Linked DNA regions of Mus musculus: all the other regions are linked to region 3. The links are chromatin contacts, called in public promoter capture Hi-C maps. All regions are on one chromosome and are shown on one strand. Each heading gives the region's core, a stretch centred on a gene start, on an enhancer-like site or on the middle of the called end of the contact. The rest is flanking DNA. Distances are from core to core; before and after follow the strand shown.

Region 1 (3,678 bases), core at 207-2,706, 280 kb after region 3:
CCTCTGACCTCTGACCTCTCCTAATTGCAGGTCTCAGACCTCTCCTCTGCTTTCTTTTGCTGTCCAGAACCAGCCAGTCAAACACTTTCAACACTTTCCTGTCAATACCCAGGACCAAGAAGGTTCCCCGCTGGGTCCAGCAATGTCTGTCTATATAGCCAGAAACAGACAGCTTGACATGGTCTCAGACCAGCTGCTAGGCCAGGCTTTGGCAGAGGACCACAGTCTGGTTTTTTTTTTTTTTTGTTAATCTAATCTGTTTGGAGACTCAGGTGCAAACTATTGCTTATAAACTAGTACCCTGGGCAATTTTGGACTTTTAGCCACATTTGGCCTCTTAAAGTATCTTACTAAGATTTGGTTTCATGCTTAAGCAAGCGGCATGGTAAGATAAGACTTTTTTAAAGCTGTAAGTTTTGTTGTTTGGCCTGGTTTCTGCCCATGGCAGTTAAGAAACAAAACACAGCTTCCCTGTCACATCCCTCCTACCCTAGTGCAAGGAAGAAGTGACACCCGTTTGCAGTGATCTGGGCCCAAGGCAGGCAGGATACTGTTCAGTGCCGGGGTGAAAGCTCTGTCCTTCCTTCTGCTTTTCTCAGTGGACAGTTTTCTAGAATGAAGTACCACTCAGCAGCTCCTCCTTTGGTAAGTGATAGGATGTCAGGATAAGGTTCACAGTCCCATACCAGCCCTCTGGGCAGCCTCTGCCTTTCCAAGCCTGTCTGTCTGCACCTATGCCCCCTTCCAAGCCTGTGTCTGGTCTCTGGGGCCCTCTGCTCTCACCTGAAATACTGTTCCACTCTTTCATGAACAGGACTCTGATCACATTGGCAGCAGTGAGCAGTAAATTTGAGTCGCACATCTGCAGCAGCAAGAGAGTATAATTTGCCTTAGTTCGGTGGGTGCTGTTGCCAAACCAGTAGAGGATCTCCTTCATCTTCCGTTCCACCGTTTTATCCAACATCTGGTTCAAGGAGGACTTTACAACCTCCTCCTCCTTCCCCCCCTTCCTACTGAGTTTGATCCGAGACCTGTTGTAGATGAAGTCCTTCCCCTGGGTGGTCTCTAGGATATTCTGGAAATACTGTAACAAATACAGGCTATTTAACTGCCCCAAGATGCTGACTAGAAATCTCCTCTGGGATATGTCGTTGACCCTCCGGAACCACTCTTTGGTGGCAAAGATCTTCCATGCTAAGACACAGGCTTCACACTTCTGGCACACGGGGACCCAGTTGGGTCCCTTTTCACAACGAAAATAGGGGGCCTGCTTGAGTTTTGGTTCCCTGTTTTCCATGACTCTGAGATGACATTCAGTTCATTTAAACCTTGCCCGTTAGCAACCCCACCAAACACCAGAGGGACAGGGTAAGCAGAGAAATAGCCTTTTTGGAGCCTCTTCGGGATGAACATCTGGAGAAACCGTAAGGCACTGCGATGGATGGTAAACTGATCTGACCCAGAAACTGCCTGTAGAAGTCTGGCTTTTTGTACTGACTTCCTTAGAAACATGGCTTTACCGTAAATCTCCTAACCCTGGCACCACAAAAGTAGAGACAGTTGCTGTATATTCTGGAAGAGCTGGTCATCTTATTTCTATAGCAGCTATTCTTTTAACCAAATGTAAAACATAACATGGCCCATTTAAAAAAAATGTTAGCATCTTTCAGTTGCTGTTATTAAGGACTTTTAAATATTCATAAATACAGCTTAGGTGTAATCTTCTTACATTTGTGGCTGTTAGAGTCTATTCCAGTGCCCTGCATATTATATTCAGTCTCTGGTTATCGCCACAGTAAAAGCACCTGTCTTAACAATAATGTAAATTATTTAATTATTCAGGGCTAGCTGTGAATCCACAGGGAACCACTCTCTGGTGCAGAATTTTCAGTTGTCCTGAGGATATGTTGGGAGTTGACTTGTTGTGTAGACACAGTCAGCTGCCTACCCATGTAGCAGAAGGTCTCACCATAGCTTTGTAATGAAGACTGTGAAGTCTGGGGTATGGCTTCTGAGTCTGGGCCCCAGCCCAGCTGCCCATTGCTCTACGAACACCAGCAGGTTGTTTAATGTTCTTCAGTTTCCTTGTCTGAAAGTGGAGATGGGGATGCTTTCTGCTTCACAGAGGATGAAGTGAGACGCTGTACACACAGTACTTAGGATGGGTGGGAACTGAGACACTGTGCACACAACGCCAAAAAGACTGCGTATCATAGCACAGTGTAAGTTAGGGCAGTGTAAGCCCTCACTACACACTGTCTCTCTGTTGTCACTGTCACCACTGCTAGATTCTCCATTTATTCATCGAAGATGTGTTCTAAGACCCCAGAGGATGGCAAAAGCTACAAGGTAATATCAACCCCTAGATAATGTGTATTCCTTTAATAAATAAGGCTAAGTAAGAAAAAATTCAGCAATAACTGTCTTAGCTCCTGTTTCTATTGTTGTGCTAAACACCACGACCCGAAGCAACTAGGGAAGGAGAGGTCTTGTGATGCTCACACTTCCACATCTCAGCTTAGCATTAAAGGAAGTTGGGGCAGGAACCTGGAGGCAGGAACTGGTGTGGAAGCCATGGAGGAGCATTGCTTACTAGCCTGCTGGTGTGGATTGCCCTGGTGATGTTTGTATTTTGATGTTAATCCTGCTTCCTCGAGAGTTGTTGTCCCCACCCTGCCCCTGACAAGGACTCTGTTGATCTCACTGGACCTTTTCCCCATTCTAACTGGTCAAATAAAGGCTAGAGCCTATGATTGGGCAGTGCAAGGGAAAGGTGGGACAGGAGGTTTCAGAGGAAGGAGGAGGAGAGAAGACAGAGGAGGAGGAGGTGGAAGCCAATATGGAGCAGAAGCACATGGCCCGGAGAAGCTGCAAGCAGCAAGGGGTCTCATAACTAGAGAATAAGTTAGTATAGTGATAGATCTGCCCAATCTAGGCATATAGCTTATCAATATAACTGGGTTATATGTCTTTTATACAGGCTTATCGGGGTTAGAAATTACCGCAACAGCTTGTTCCTTGTGACTTGCTCAGCCTGCTTACTTTCTCTCTCTCTCACTCCCTCTCTCTTTTTCTTTCTTCTCTTTTCTTTTTGTTGTGTTTTGTTCTGATTTTTGAGACAATGTGAACTCTCTTTGCAAACCAGGCTGGCCTTGAACTCAGAGATCTGCCTGCCTCTGCCTCCCAAGTGCTGTGCACCACCAAGGCCTGGCTCATCTTGCTTTCTTATAGAACCCAGGACCACCTGCCCAGAGGTAGCCCCACCCATGGTGAGACTGGCCCTCCCACATCAATCATCAATCAAGAAAAATCTCCCAGTCCAGGCCAGTCTATTGGGAGCATTTTCTGAGTTGAAGCTCCCTTTTCCCATATGACTCCAGCTTGACATAAAACTAACCAGTACAGCAACAACCAAGCCTGAACTAGAACAATGCACCGTAATATGTGATGGAGCATGTGAGTGATACCTCTCTTTCCAAATATTACCGTTTTATAGGACGGTACTAGCTTCCTTTTTATAAAGTTACTATTTTGAAGTCAGGGTCTGGCTATGTAAGCCAAACTAGCCTCAAACACATGTCCTTCTGCCTCTGCATCCCAGCTGCTGGGATCGCAAGCTCGCCTTTCTTGTGATGCTATTAATAATGGTTCAAACTCTACTGGAAGTCTCATCGTTGC
Region 2 (3,165 bases), core at 61-2,560, 480 kb after region 3:
AAAAAAAAAAAAGGACTGGTGAGCTGGCTCAGTGGGGAGGAGCATTGACTGCTCTTCTGAAGGTCCTGAGTTCAAATCCCGGCAACCACATGGTGGCTCACAACCATCCGTAATGAGATCTGATGCCCTCTTTTGGTGTGTCTGAAGACAGCTACAGTGTACTTACATATAATAAATAAATCTTTAAAAAAGAAAAGAAAAAGTCGTGTGGTCGTACTCACCTAACAATCCTAAATTAGTAAGGTGGAAAATAGGTGGATTTGTGGAGTTCATTGGCCAGGCAAACTAGCCTGCTTGGGGAGTTCCACGCCAGGGAGAAACTTTGTTAAACAAAAAAGCACCAGGGTAAACAGACACAGAAATACACACACACAGTCTTCACCTTCCAACTCTTGACATAAATGTTACTGTGTTACTATCCTAACCTTCCAGAAGGAGCCAGGGATCTGGAAGCCCAAGGCTTTTCTGATACGTATCAGCAGCAGGTGGTGGACTCCAGCCCTCTGGCCTAGAGCAATACTAGCGACCTTAAGAAAGAAAAAATAAATAAATAAATACAAATAAAACTGCTGCCCCTCCTACAGCTAAGAACAGGGCACATGGGCCTCCAAAATACCTTATCCAAGCACCATGGGTTCCCAGGGGGTTGGTAGAAGAAACCCGAGAAGAAGGCAACAAGGAATGTCTAACCAGAAGCCACATTTCCGCTTTGAAGTAGTAGCAGGAAGACTTAAAGGTCTCCTCTCAGCAGTGTCGGAGGGAGAAAAGAATGCAGAGTTCACAAAACTAGAGTATCCAGATCTGTGTCCGTGCACCAACTACCATCACCTACCTGAAAGCCACTGGGGCTCCAAGAAACGAGCATCGGAACCACCCAAGATGCTAGCTAAATGCACATTTCCAGGCCCGGAGAAGAGGCTTGCTCAGTGGGCATTGAGCCAGGCCTGAGATACTACGCTTTAAACCAGCACCTCGGACAATCTGAGATACTGATTCTCTGCAGAGCCCACTCTTGAGAATCTAGACTCTGCGGCGAACAGGACCTCCAAGTTCCGAAGTTTCTCTCCCTCGCTCGGCGCCCCGACCTCCTCCCACCACCGTAATCCCTGGGCCTCACCTAGGCGCGCAGTCAGGAAAGCATCGGGGAACTCACTGACCTTTGCCAGGAAGCCGCGGGCCCCAAGAGGCGCAGCACAGTGTCCGGCAGGGGGCGCTGCACCAGGGACAAAGCAGGGCGGGGGCGCCGGGCACCCCTAGCCCAGAGCCGCGCGGCGGGAAGGAGCGGGCGCCGGAGAGGGAGGGAGACACGCGGCGGCGCGGGGGCGGGGCGGCCGGCGGGGCGGGGCGGGGCCGACGGGCTGGCGGCGAGCGCCGGGACGGGCTGGCGGCGAGCGCCGGGAGAGCGCGCCGGGGCAGCGAGGAGGGAGGAGCGAGGGGAGTGCGGGCCGCAGCCGCCCCCGCCCCCGCCCCGCGCCCGCGCCTCCCGCGCGCAACAGTTCCCCCAAAGTTGCGGCCGGGGAGGCGCGAAGCCGGCGGGGGACGCGGCCTTAGCCCGGCGCGCGCAGCCCCAGGCGGGCGGCGGCATGGGCACTCGGCAGACCAAGGGCAGCCTGGCGGAGAGAGCCAGCCCCGGCGCGGCGCCCGGCCCCCGCCGCGAACGACCCGACTTCTGGGCGTCGCTGCTGCTGCGCGCCGGGGACAAGGCGGGGCGCGCGGGCAGTGGGCTACCCCCCTATCACCGGCGCGTCGGCATGGTCCAGGAGCTGCTGCGGATGGTGCGCCAGGGCCGGCGGGAGGAGGCGGGGACGCTGCTGCAGCACCTGCGCCAGGTGAGCGCGGGGAGGGGGCATGGGGGGCGCGGCGGCTCCCGGAGCGCCCCGCCCCTACGAGGGGGGTGACAGGAGAGCGCCGGGAGGCACCGCCCAGGGTCCCCGTTTCGCGGGGATGGAGCGGTGTGTCAGCAGGTGCCTCTGTGTTTCCTGCTGAATTTGGGGCCTCAGGCTAGGGTGAGGAAGGCTGACCTGTCCAGGTAGGTAAAGGGGACCTGTTGGACCATTGTCCCTGCTCCTCTCCTCCACAAGTCCCCAGGGATAGTTGATGAGAGAGGATACAGAGAGGAATGCCTGGTCTGGGCCAGAGTTTTCTTCCTCTCTGCTCACAACCTATCACCCTCTTGCAAGGGTCCCCAGGGAATGCGCAGTTATCTGTTTAAGCCAGCTTCTGAGGTATGTCCCTAGGACCAGTAAGATTTCAGCCCCTAGATCGTTTGCAACCAATATTGTGTCTTGTGGTTTCATCTCCCCTAACTTTGGCTGGTCCTTGCAGTGAGACCCCGGCAGAAGTCTTGGTCAGAATGAAGCTAGGCTTGGTTTCTTGGCCAGCAGGAACTGTACTGTACTCTCTCAGCCTGGTCCTGATTCACTGACTAAGGGGCATACTACACATCTGACCAATAGTCCCCTTCAATAGTCCCCTCTATTGAAGGGCTGGTGCCTCACCCACCTCTCGTTTTTTTGTTTTCCTTTCTCATTTTCTTCCGGGGAAAGTGGTAGCCTGTACTATAGGGTCTTGCTGAGTGGCAGAGGCAGGAGGGTGCATAGGTGCTCGGTGGAACAGTGATCAGATCGGTTTGGTCTGGCTTTGTGTCACGGACTCGCACAGACGTTATATTTTTGTGCAGACCTTATATTCTTGGAGGACCCCTGTAGATAAACAGTGTGCTGAAAATGGGGGAGGGGAAACCTCAGCTGACCTTTGTGAGGTTTTCCCATTACTGATAGAAGAAGCTGTAGGGACAACTTCCTGGGAGGAGCTTCCAGGATCTAATTGGATCCACATCTCCCTGGATTCTGAACCATGGCTTCCCTCACACCCTATAATGTTTCTCTGGAGTTTGTTCCTAAGGTGTGTGCACTGCAAAAGAAAGAGAAGTAGAGACTTGAGGACTTGGGGAGGTGTAAGCCTTCCACCTTTGCCTCTAGTTTTCCTGACAACAGCCACAGTGATTCTCTAGAGGCTGCTGTACCCTCAGATACCTTCTCTGGGTTGAATCATCAAAGAAAGATAGCATTTTACACCATGTAACTTTAGTGGTGTGTATTTCTCTGTCTTTTGAAAATCAAAAGCCAACCTTGTATGGCCTCCATGGTAATTCTGTCACTTTCA
Region 3 (3,598 bases), core at 24-2,523:
GACCCCAGCGCGCCCCGCGTTCCGTTACTTGCCTCCAAGTTTCCACCCGTTTTTGCCAGCGGAGAGCAGCCGCCCCGCCCCCGGCTCGGCCTAGATGCTGGCGGCTGGGGGAGCGGGAGAGCAGGCGGGCTGGAGGATTGCCCGGCTCCGGAGCTTCCCGCGCGCAGGGTTCCGCGCCTTCCCTGCGCCCCGGGGGGTGAAGAGCCTTCAGCCCCGCCAGCTCCACAGGCACCCCCTGGACGGCCCCAAGGAGAGCTAGGCTGAGCCCGCCGCACTTGCGGACCCCTGTCCAAAGCCCCATCCCGAATAGATGCGCCAGGGGCCCTATCCCTTGGTTGCTGCTGACTGGAGGGAAGGAGACAGTGCGTAAAGAGGCTGATTGAGTCTGAGAATTCTCGCAAGTCAGAGCAGGCAAGACGTGTTTCCAAGGTCCGAAGATACTATCTCCTACCCTACCTCCCCCTCCACTTCAGACTTTAGGGAGCTAAAACTTGGGTGACCTGATAGTGAATGTGTACAGCCGTGAAAATCTGGCTGCAGCTGAGTGAACCAGTTAAGGATAGAACCTTAGACCAAGGAGACTTCTAAATTAGTTTTGACAAGTATTCTATCCCAGACACGTCCATTTTCCTCCCAAGGAACACATCAAAGACAAAAAGCCAGGAATGCACTGAAGATATAAGCAAGATTTTCCCCATGATTTCCAGAAAATTCAAATTTCATTGGATGGCTTCAAGTAGCAGAGACCAAGAACACCATAGGGCCTGCGGCTAGAACCCGAAGGACCAGAGACTCGTGTATTTTAACAGTACATCCTCTGGAAAGAATCACAAGGCCGCCCCAGCAACCCTCTATCCAGACACCGCCACCACCCTGGTCTGGACGATGCAGAGGCAGTCCTAGGTGTGTCCCTCCGGTAGGCTAGGATGTAGGAAGGGGTCTCCACGTTCTTGTCACAAGGCGGCCCTATGGAGGGTCAGAGCCCCGTCCCCGCTTTAGGCATAGCATTTCCAGATGATGCCCAGCTTTATGCCCCCCACCACCACCACCTTCTTCACTTTCCCTACCAACTTACTTTCAGTTCAAAGGGACAGCTATCTCAGAGCAGATTAGCCTCAGGCACAAACTCCGGTGCGTCCACTGGGTTGCTGGCGTCCCCAAAGACAGCTGTGCTGCGGGTCAGCGCGCGCGCAAAGCAAGGGGGCAGTGGGAGGCTCCCGGTGTTCCCCTTTAACGGGAACTACGCCCTATTTGCGTCGCTGCAGAAGGGTGTGTCCCAGGGTCAGCGTGTGCGGGAGGGCGGGCCTCCCTGAGGAGAGGGGGCAGGCGGGCGGGCGGGGCGCCGACTGCCAGACAGTTACTTGGACTTAAAGACACCCCCGGAAAAACCAGATCTCTGCAAAACCTCGACTTTTACTTAAAGCTGGAGGACCCTGGGCTTCTCGTCTCTCACCTTCCCTAGATCTGTGGTACTCGGGCCCTGTTGACCAATACATTGCACCTTCGCCCCTGTCCCCTCAGCGCACATGGATAAAGATTGCTAGATTTCGTACCCACCTCCCTGCCTCACTCCCCAAGTGCGCAGTGCTGGGTTCTCGGGAACACTGAAGTGAACTGTGCCCATTCGGGGACTGTGTAGCTGGATCACCTCTCCTACTAGCAGCCAGGACCTCAGGTCTTGGCGCACCTGACCTGCGCTGGGGTCTTAACTGGGCTAGTCTTTAAAACACCCATCCTCGCTATCCCTGTTTGTACCTAGAAAGTATGCTGGTTTACTGGGATTCGGGGTACATATCTAGAGGGCTAGGCTGGGACCCCAATCCAAGAGAGAAGGGAGGGGAGGAAAATCCAAGCTTGACGGACGGATGGACGGACAGACGGACAGAGGGGTGGGGCTCTAGGATCCGGCTCCTCCTAAGCTTGGCAAAACCAGATTTTACAACTGCATATAAGCTCCAGGCGAAGTTTGCCTGAGGCAAGCTGGCCTGGCTCCCAGCCTTGGCTGGAGTCCTGGCCATGGGGGTAGGGGTGAGAGAAGTGGCCATCTGAGGTGCAGGAAGAGCAGCCAGAGAAACTAGCTGATTCATAGGCACTTGAGTGTGGCCGCCCAGAGTTAAGAAGGGAGAGGCTAGCCAGCTCTTCTTGGAGATGTGCCCAACTAACCATCAGGTCACCTGTATTGGCTGACTGAGCAAGGAGCCCGTGTGTTAAAGTCTCTACCTGCATATCCACACCCTCCCTACCTGTTAAGAGCAGTGAGTCATAAAGCCCTGGGAGACTCAGATAGTTCCATATTATTTTGTTTTTTGACAGTAGCCGCTACTTGAGCTAATTGTATATGCTTGCTCATTACATAAAAAAATAAACTTGAAGCATTCTTCAGACAATGATCTTTTAAAATTTCTCATCGGATTAAAAATAAAGAGTATGTGTGACATTTTTATTCAGTTCCCTGCCAATGCCAGGTGTCGTACCTGTGCTTGGCACACAGGAGGCTGAGAGGAGATGCATGGCAGAGGTTGAAGCCAGAGCTCTGCACTCGGTCCACACCTAATCAACTAGTGCTCCTGTCGTGAGCATTCATTGAGCATTCAATGTTTTCCTCTGGGAAGAACGGCCGCTGCCTACACCGAAGGGCGTGGTGATCCTAATGACAGGCTCAGAGCCATTAGCTCTGTGTCTGGAACAAAACACAGGTCCAGTCCTCTAACACGCCCCTATTCTGAGCACACTACACTTAACAATCACAGCCCTTCAAGGGGCTGGCCTGTCCACCTCGGTACTAAAACAGATTAGAGAATGCCCAGAGTTATACGGCTGCACGAGAAGGCATGCGGCTGGGGAGTGACTGCGGCAATGGAAGTAAATCTTCAGTTTCCTGGGTCATTTCTAAAGGTTAGATGTGTCCTAGAAGTCATTGCTGGGCTCTTACTTAAAAGCCAAGCATTCTCGGTGGTATCACATTTAATTCTGGATTCTCTTCCTGTTCTGTTTCTTAAGTAAACTTCTAAAAAGGAAGTCCAATATACATCTAGAAAAGAGCACATTGTGGCTGCATCCACAGCCGGCTCCTCCCCTTTTTTTGAAGTCGGTATCTCGGTCAACAGTCCCTTAGGTCATAGCCACACCACAAGCTGCCAGAAAGGTGACCCCTTCTGTCCCTGCTGCCTCTTGCTTCCTGGCCAGCTCCCAATGCTTGCGAGGAAACGCTCCTGAGGAAATGCTGAGCAAGCTTGGCCACACCCAGAGCCAGCCGGCCACAGGTGGAAGTGGCCATGTAGCAGCCCCGCTGGCCAGCTGGGTGAACACTGCAGCCTCGCCCTAGGTAGAACCATCTAGGCGCCTCTCTCCCTTCTAATCAGGATGCATTCAGATTCTAGAAACTCTCGGACCACTTGCTTGCCTCCCCAGCCAAATACACACCCAGGTTTAAAGCAAGAATTTGAGAACCCCAAGGTTCAGTAATCTATGTTCCGTCTTCATTGCAGTCGCTTCCATTTGCAGGTTGCAATGGACAAAAACTGAGCCACTCTATAAAGCACACCCTACCCAGAGATACCATTTGCCAATCAAACTCACCAGACCAATGGTGTAACCC

What was found. Promoter capture Hi-C pulls out the DNA fragments that hold promoters and counts their contacts. Capture Hi-C pulls out chosen DNA fragments and counts their contacts.
Region 1: a contact with region 3 is called in a promoter capture Hi-C map of embryonic stem cells. The contact joins the promoter of Fbxw10 here to the promoter of Pmp22 in region 3. A contact is called at or near these places in 8 of 39 promoter capture datasets (the 3T3-L1 cell line, the C10 cell line, the HPC-7 cell line and 4 more), 1 of 15 datasets of contacts at CTCF or cohesin (the NIH/3T3 cell line), 3 of 484 Hi-C or Micro-C datasets (the Ba/F3 cell line, the N1E-115 cell line and nephron progenitors), 6 of 115 datasets of contacts at active chromatin or transcription factors (bone marrow-derived macrophages, embryonic midbrain, forebrain and 3 more) and 4 of 9 other capture datasets (adipose tissue, embryonic stem cells, liver and 1 more).
Region 2: a contact with region 3 is called in a promoter capture Hi-C map of adipose tissue. The contact joins the promoter of Mmgt2 here to the promoter of Pmp22 in region 3. A contact is called at or near these places in 1 of 484 Hi-C or Micro-C datasets (embryonic stem cells), 1 of 115 datasets of contacts at active chromatin or transcription factors (bone marrow-derived macrophages) and 1 of 9 other capture datasets (adipose tissue).

The regions. Positions count from the first base shown.
Region 1 is chr11:62,844,901-62,848,578 of GRCm38.p6, reverse strand. It overlaps Fbxw10 (F-box and WD-40 domain protein 10), which reads right to left and starts at 1,456. Exons shown (of 13, transcript NM_001033669.2): 1 at 784-1,456. The coding sequence starts at 1,297.
Region 2 is chr11:62,646,809-62,649,973 of GRCm38.p6, reverse strand. Mmgt2 (membrane magnesium transporter 2) reads right to left here and starts at 1,310. Exons shown (of 2, transcript NM_175002.2): 1 at 1,118-1,310. Lrrc75a (leucine rich repeat containing 75A) reads left to right here and starts at 1,451. Exons shown (of 4, transcript NM_198861.1): 1 at 1,451-1,829. The coding sequence starts at 1,584.
Region 3 is chr11:63,129,132-63,132,729 of GRCm38.p6, reverse strand. It overlaps Pmp22 (peripheral myelin protein 22), which reads right to left and starts at 1,273. Exons shown (of 5, transcript NM_008885.3): 1 at 1,076-1,273.